2 separate regions of the Gasterosteus aculeatus genome follow, and region 2 is linked to region 1. The links are chromatin contacts, called in public Hi-C maps. All regions are on one chromosome and are shown on one strand. The core of a region is the stretch at or near the end of the contact, and the rest is flanking DNA. Distances in the headings are between cores, read along the strand shown.

Evidence for each region. Hi-C and Micro-C count contacts between places; a contact is called where the count stands out from the background.
Region 2: a contact with region 1 is called in a Hi-C map of skeletal muscle, with 7 times the contacts expected there. The contact joins the enhancer-like site here to the promoter of fat4 in region 1. A contact is called at or near these places in 2 of 6 Hi-C or Micro-C datasets (skeletal muscle and whole body).

The regions. Positions count from the first base shown.
Region 1 is chr4:3,648,680-3,652,532 of fGasAcu3.hap1.1, forward strand. fat4 (FAT atypical cadherin 4) reads left to right here and starts at 2,014. Exons shown (of 17, transcript XM_078101947.1): 1 at 2,014-3,853. The coding sequence starts at 2,468.
Region 2 is chr4:3,791,970-3,795,784 of fGasAcu3.hap1.1, forward strand. No RefSeq gene overlaps it. Among protein-coding and RNA genes, the nearest start is that of LOC120817039, 70 kb to the right of the region's middle. Within about 2 kb of position 1,637, at least 2 of the 9 cell types and tissues checked have open chromatin away from gene starts, as enhancers often do.

The DNA of each region.
Region 1 (3,853 bases), core at 764-3,263:
AAATGTCGACATTTATTGGTTTGTCCTGTCCGGTACACGTGTACAAGTGTTTTTGAGCAAGTTACTAAACCCCCAAAAACAACGGCTCATGAGTTAATGTATAGGGGAAAAAAATGATGAAATATTGCAGTTTCAAAATGCACTTATAGAGCCAGAATAAAAGAGCCAGATGTAACTAATGAAGGCTTAATAATATCCCCCACAACATCCTCCTCTACTGTGTGTTTTCCATCCTCCTCTCCATCCATTGGCCAGATCTTCTCTCCTCCACCATGTAACCGCCTCGTTCTCCTCACCTGAGGATCCCCTCTTCCACCAGCACAGGTCCGTTGAGCTTCTGCCACATCGTCCAGCATGTGCATGTTCTATTGTCAGTGCGTTTGAAAAGTATTGACTGTTTGTCGAGGGGAGAGTTCCACACACGCACAGCAGGGAGTCTTCCTCTGACGACCATGAATGTGATCAATAACTAAGCTTGAAAACAACCTGGAGAGCCAAAACGTTGAACGTGTGTCCAGTCCACTCTGTGATTCTATTACGCTGCTGATTCACGGCCTACTGAACGTCCAGGCGGCCTGATTACAAAAGCCACAACTTGTCAAATACAAAAGCATGAGTAAACATTTACGTTCCTTTAAACGAGGGTTGTAATTATCCTCCGCGTAGAGACGTAAGGACGGACGAAGGGACGTCACTTCCCAGATCTTCTACGTGTGGGATTCAAACCGCTCCTCCTTCTTGTCGATGAACTCATGTGACCTGGGACTATTTAATGAAACATGTTTTGGGGAAATGATTAATGCCTTGAATTGACAAGGATTTCTTCACCAGTGAAGGTTGTGCAGTTAATATGCTAGCAGTCAACTAATGCAGACCTGCAGCAAAGTAGTACTACAGTAGTAGTATTATCTGCCTTATTTCTACTAAATGTATTTCTAATGTTACTCCCTTAAACTGTAATGTGAACACTGCTGAAGTCCTAAACACGGAAGAATGTGAAGACAGAGTCAAATATTTATGAAACAGAAGTTCTGTGAAATTTTTGAATGTTTTGGTGAATTTTCCATCATTTTGTCTCCTTTTTTTAATGTGTTTTGTCTTTTTTCTCATTTGGTCTGCTGCTCAAGTGTCTGTTTTGTTGATTCTTCTGTGTTTTTTCACAATGTTGTCTGTTCTGGTGTTTTTTAAATTTCCCTCATCATGGAGGCTTTTATGTTTTTCGAGTCATTTTCTCTGTTTTGCTGAATATTTCACATTTTTCAGCAATTTGTCTTTTTTGCTTTTATTCTTAATTTTTGTCTTTTTAAATTCCCAAAGTCAACCAATCATGTGGTAGTCATGGCTTTTATTTTTAAAATAACTTTGTGTTTTAACATGTTCATATAGTAGATACGTAACTGAAGACAAAGAAAAAACTACTGAACACAGATCATATTTAATACTTTCCTGCCTCCTGCTGTTCTACTTTGGGTGGAAGTACCATCGTTTGGCCACTAGGTGGAGCTACTTACCCACAAAAGGAACTTTCCTGCAACTTCAATTCTATGCAAATACCTCGACGGCTATTATGAAGTCAGAAAACGACTGAAAACCCTTATTAGACCCGTTCCTTAATTAAGAAATACATATTTCGATATCATTTGAATCCCCAATAACTGAATAAAAGACATTGATTGGACACAGAAAGCTAAAAATTGTGTTTGAACTACGATGCAAATCATTTTAATGTATACGATCGTTCCTATACAGAAAAGTATTGCGATATACACGATCGCACTTGAATGGTTTTAATATAGTACGACAGGTAACAATCCAAACATGACGTATTGCTCATCAAATTCGATTTCAAAGCAACTTTGAAACTAGTGAAGTAATTAAACGCGCTCTGCGCATCGTTACCTGTATCACTTGATTGACATCTTCTCCTGCAAGCGGGGCCGCTAGACACAATGGAGGGGGAGGCGGCGGGAGGGCGGGCAGGAGCGCAGCCATCCAATGGGATCGGCGATGGGAGGGAGTTTGTGGCTCTCCAGCTTTGTCCGAACTTACAGGGACTCCTGAGCGCAATATGACCGAGGCACCGTTATTCCACGGGACGCTCTGCGCGCCGCGCACCCGCTCGCCAACTTCGGATAAACTTTTTTATTGTTTTTAAATATTAGTATTATTGTTTCGCGTACCTTGCACGAGCGAGGCCGTTTTGTTTCACCTTTCAAAGTATTACCAGTTTCCTGCCTCTTTTTTTTTTTTTTTTTGGTGTGGAGTTGAATTAAAAGTTTCCAGCTGCAGGGATCCCCGTCTCCCTTCAAGGAGGATTTCTGCTCGTTGCGCGGCATCAGGAGGAGCAGAAGAGAACTCGTGGAGTACTTTGGGACAGTGAATGACGAGCCGCTCACTGACTAACTAATGCGGCGCTTTGGTGGGTGCAGTGGATGCGTCTCCGGCATGGACTCTGTCTGACTTGACCATGGCGCGCACAGGTAGGGGCTTGGGCCGCTTTCACTTCGTTCTGCTGGCGCTGTGGACCCTGTCGCGGCACTCCGCGTCCAGCCAGGTCCGTCAAGAGTTCCAGGTCCCGGAGGAGCAGCCCGTCGGCACCTACGTGGGCACCATAGAGACCAAGCCCAGCTTCTCGTACCGCTTCAGCGAGAGCCACAAACTTTTTGCAATCAACGCCACCACCGGCGTGATCTACACCTCCTCGGTGATTGACAGGGAGCTCCTGCAGAGCGATGTCATCAACGTGGTGGTGCTGTCCAGCCAGCCCACGTACCCCACCGAGGTGCGCATAGTGGTTTTGGATATCAACGACAACTCCCCGGTGTTCCCGGACGCGTCCATCGTCGTGTCCTTCAAGGAGGACGCCAGCAGCGGGCGGCAGGTGATCCTGGACACGGCCACGGACTCCGACATCGGCAGCAACGGAGTGGATCACACCACGTACAGGATCGTGAAAGGCAACGAGCAGAGGAGGTTCCGCCTGGATATCACGGTCAATCCCAGCGGAGAGGGGGCATTCTTGCACCTCGTCTCCACCGGAGGCCTGGACAGGGAAGTCACTCCCTTCTACCAGCTGCTGGTGGAGGTGGAGGACAAAGGGGAACCCAAAAAGTTTGGCTACATGCAGGTGAACGTCACTATTCAGGACATAAATGACAACCCTCCCGTTTTTGACCAAGAACAATATCAGAACAGCGTCTTTGAGGACGCAGCCGTGGGCTCCAGCATTCTGCAGATCACGGCGTCGGATCGGGATGAGGGAGCTAATTCGGAGGTCAGGTATTTTTTAGACGAGGGAACACCTTTCCAAATCGACCCCAAAGCCGGGACCATCATTATGAAAGAGGGTTTGGATTATGAGAGTAAGCGAGAGTATTCCCTGACCATCCATGCCGTGGACAACGGGGTGCCGTCCCTGTCGGGGAGGACAGAAGCCACCATCAAACTTTTAGACGTGAACGACAACGACCCGGTGGTGAAGTTCAGGTATTTCCCCACCACCTCCAAGTTTGCCTCGGTGGATGAAAACGCACAGATTGGCACCGTGGTGGCTCTGCTCACTGTCTCGGATTCAGACTCCCCCACTGCCAACGGCAACATATCCGTTTCAATCCTAGGCGGCAACGAGCAGAGGCACTTTGAAGTGCACACTTCCCCCGTGCCCAATTTGAGTCTCATCAAAGTGGCCAGTGTGCTGGACAGGGAGCGGATTTCCTCCTACAACCTGACCGTGTCGGTGTCGGACAACGGCGCCCCCGTCGCCAGGTCCTCCTTCGCCAGTCTGGTTATTTTTGTGAACGACATCAACGACCACCCGCCCATATTCCAGCAAACCCTGTACAGGGTGGACATC
Region 2 (3,815 bases), core at 387-2,886, 140 kb after region 1:
ATTCTTTAATCTTTGCCTCTACGGGGGCTCAAATGTCCTTTTAACATGGTTTCAACCCATTAAACTCTTTATTTCTTACACAACATGCAAACGCTGTAATTTGTCGCCTTTACCAGCTCCTGGTAAAAGACACTCAGAGGAGAGACTGACCCCGAGTCTGCTGCCTGCTGCCTTCAGTGCACAGAGGTCATGTAGGATCTGTGAGTTGTGAACGCCAGACTAAGCGGGCGGGGGTCAAACGTGCACGGCCGAGGACAGCAGCCTGTCCACACCGCATCACTCACCGGACGTCAGGAGGACGGCCGACGCTGAAGCGAGCGCGTCCGCGCAGCTCGAGGTGTTAGGGTAGTGTGCAGTGTGTGTGTGCAGTGTGTGTGTGCAGTGTGTGTGTGCAGTGTGTGTGTGCAGTGTGTGTGTGTGCAGTGTGTGTGTGCAGTGTGTGTGTGTGTGCAGTGTGTGTGTGTGCGCTGCAAACACCTGAACCCGAAGCTGATGTTGCAGATCAGCCCAGTAAATGATATCTGGGGCCGACGTGGACTTGGAAGAGGCCACTCGGACAGATTTACTGTGTTTCTTGATTTTTAAATGTGTGTCTTAGCTGAGAGCAGATGTATTTGTAGTGAAACGGCTTCCAGACAGAAATTGCAGCTGGTAATAGATTTGACCTCTTAAAAGTTCAACAAGGTTAGTAAAAATAGTTTCAGGTCAATGCTAGTTTTTGCATTTATATTTGTTAAAAAATGCGTCCCAACAATTTCATTTGACGTGCTGTGTTGTTTAAACTTCCTCATGTCAATGATCCATAATGAGAGATCATTTCACACCAAAGGCACTTTAACAAGGTTCAACAACAAGTTGCCGCCTCTACAATAACTGCATTTAAACTTCATCACTGAACTAATGTCATCAAAGCTTAAGAGTCGTTCATATTTCACGTGAACGAACGCGTCACGTGTCACACAGGTGTCGCTTAGCGTCTTTGATCCGGTGGGCTGGAAACGTGACTCCGGGGGTTCGACCCTGTCAAAGCTGAAGCTGTGATTAATGGGCGAAGCCTTTCAGCGGTCCCTTTTCACAGCCTCCAAACATTCGGCTTAATCTGCCCGCTCTCAGAGGTCAGAGGTCAACCATAGTATGAGAAATGGCCCGGACCTCGTGAGCAGCGAAGCGACAAGCGTCTCCTTTTACCTCTGTTTGAAAAAGAAAACACACACAGAAGAGGGAGGGGGGGGGGGGGGGGGGACTACGTACTGTAAGTCGGTGACCTGCCGATGACGCCATGACGTTCCTCCCACAGCCTCGCAAAGCATTATGGGGCTTCCAGTTAAGTTGTTGAAGAAAAACCGGTTAGGGGAATCAGAGGAGCTCTGCTGATCTCATCGGAGGGGAAGGAGCATCTCTTTAGAGCGTGTTTTATTGAAAGCCGTAAAAAGGTCGGGATGAATCGCCCCGCAGGGGGATCAGCTCGGGGGATCCGGGACTACAACTCGTCCCCCACGTCCCCTCTCCCCCCTCGAGGTAAACAAACCTCCCCGACTCTCCATCAAAAAGTGCTCTTTCTTAATAGACCTTTACTTTCTCCTTGTGAGGGCAGCACGTTGGATGCGTCACGGTTTCTTTGAAGTGTGCCGTGTGTGTGTGTTTGTGTGTGTCGCCATGCTTCAGGACGGTGACCTCAGAGCGCGGCGGCAGAGCGGGGAGTTCGGCCCTCGGGCCCTCCGCCCCCGCAGAGGCAACAACACCCGGGAGGCGGTGCCCTGATGAAAGCCAGACGCGGCGCGTCCCGCCTTATCTCTCCTCGGGTGTTTCCACTCCAAACATCGCCCCACAGCGTGTGAAAGATAGACCCCGCTCCCACTCCTGCGACATGTTCCTCCTCCACCCCCGCTCCCCGTCACTCCGTCTCGGGACGGCGGCGCTGCCTTTTCGTCTTTGACCAGGATGTGACTCCAATGCGTTCGGCTTAAAACGGGCCGACCTTCTTTGCTTCTAAAAAAAAGTTTTTTATGGCTTAATCTTCCTTTTCTTAAAAAAAAAAAACACACATTAAGTGCTGGTGCTCATTTTCCATGCGGCCGAATGAGGAGATACGAGTGGGCGCTGCTGCCATCTAGTGCGCCTTACCTGCCTGAACGCTGCAGCCTGCAGCACTGGGAGCCTCACCGAGCAGCAGCGTCAGCTCATCAACTCATCCCGGGGAAGCATGCAGCTTCAGTGAGCTTGACATATTCGATTTAAACTCCTACAAACATTTCCACCTTGGTTGGGGTGGGCCCTCGGATTACCGAGGCCCCCGACCGGCCCACATGCTGCAGCGCCGCGTTCCACACGCGGGATCCTGTGTAAGCATGTGTCAGGATTTGGCCTTGATTTCTTCCTCTTTTTTTTTTTCTCCTTACGCCCCGAGCCGTAATGCGGTTGTATATTGACGGTTGAATTAGCTTGTGCTCTGATTATTTTTTGGCTCGCACGCCGTGATGTGTTCAAGGCCTGCCGTGATGGAGAGCTTTCTACGTGTTGTTGCAGCTCGGCGGCGGCGGCGGCGCGATAAAACAATCGCAAGCCGCTTTTCTGCTCGGCTTGCTGACGTTAAGTTGCTGCCCGGCGACGGCTCTGCACGTCGTCGCCTCCCGGGAGTCGTGTATCACTTTTACGCCACATCCCGGGCGCAGACCCCAATTTGTGGAAATGTGAATTATGGCCACCGACTAAAAATAACTCAAAACCAACACAGCGGGAACTCCAACACGTGTGTTAGAGGCCTGCGTGTGTGTGTGTGTGTGAGTGGGCGGGACATGTGTGGTTATGACTTCTAGAAAGACTTCATCAATGTCACCACACACACACACGCTGTTGATTTCTTCCTGTATCTGCAATTTCTGACTTACCTTATCCTAAATCATTCACCCTGATACCGCCTCACTCGGCTCTAATGCTCATAATGGCTCACCTAAAGTAGGAGTAAATGAAGCATGACCCCCCAACGCCCGCCGTAAGAACACCCGTCCTCTCCCGTACAAGTCTCCCATACCTCCCGTACGAGAAACAGACCAGTAAAATATTTAAAGTAGCTTTTAAATCACTTAAGCTGGGCATAAATCATCCCGGTGCCCTCGTAGCCTGTGGCACATTGGCAGCGATTAGGATAATATGCCTGAATAAGAAGGAGCACCATTTGCCTCTTCCAAAATGGAACTGAAGCTCCGCTGAATGTGGAAAAAGACGGCCTCTGGGCCGCAGCAGGATGTGAAAGCGTCCTCATGCAGCGCTGAAAAAAACGTGGAGTTTCTCAGCCCCTTCTGTCCCTGAGAGACCAAAAACCAGCGGAGGAATTGGGAGTTTCTCGTATTACGAGAAGTAACGCGGACTTGTCGCCATTTCACTGGTCTTGTTTTCCACTTGTAGTTTTTTATTTCTGCGGGCCAAAGGTTTGGCTCCAAGGGTTTGGCGGCAGCGAGGCAGAAAATGAAGTCCCTGGCGGGGGCTCTTTTTGGAACTGTTGAGGGTGTCCGAAGCCCCTCGGAGCCGCGATTGGACAAACTCACCGAAAAAAAAAAAGACAAAAACCAGGATCCCCTTGGGATAAGAGCGTGCGGTCCGGCGGCTTTGGATCAGCACTACCTGACTGTCATTCATTTGTTTGCGGACCAAAGTTTGCCGCTCGTCACTTTAAAAGGATATTACAGCTGGCAGATGTCCTCGCTGACGTCTTTAACGCGGAGGATTTGCTCTGCAATAATGGAGTCATCATTTGCCCTTTAATTCACCCACAGCGAAGCAAGACCTGGTGATCCGCCACAGACCTGTTTGTGCCC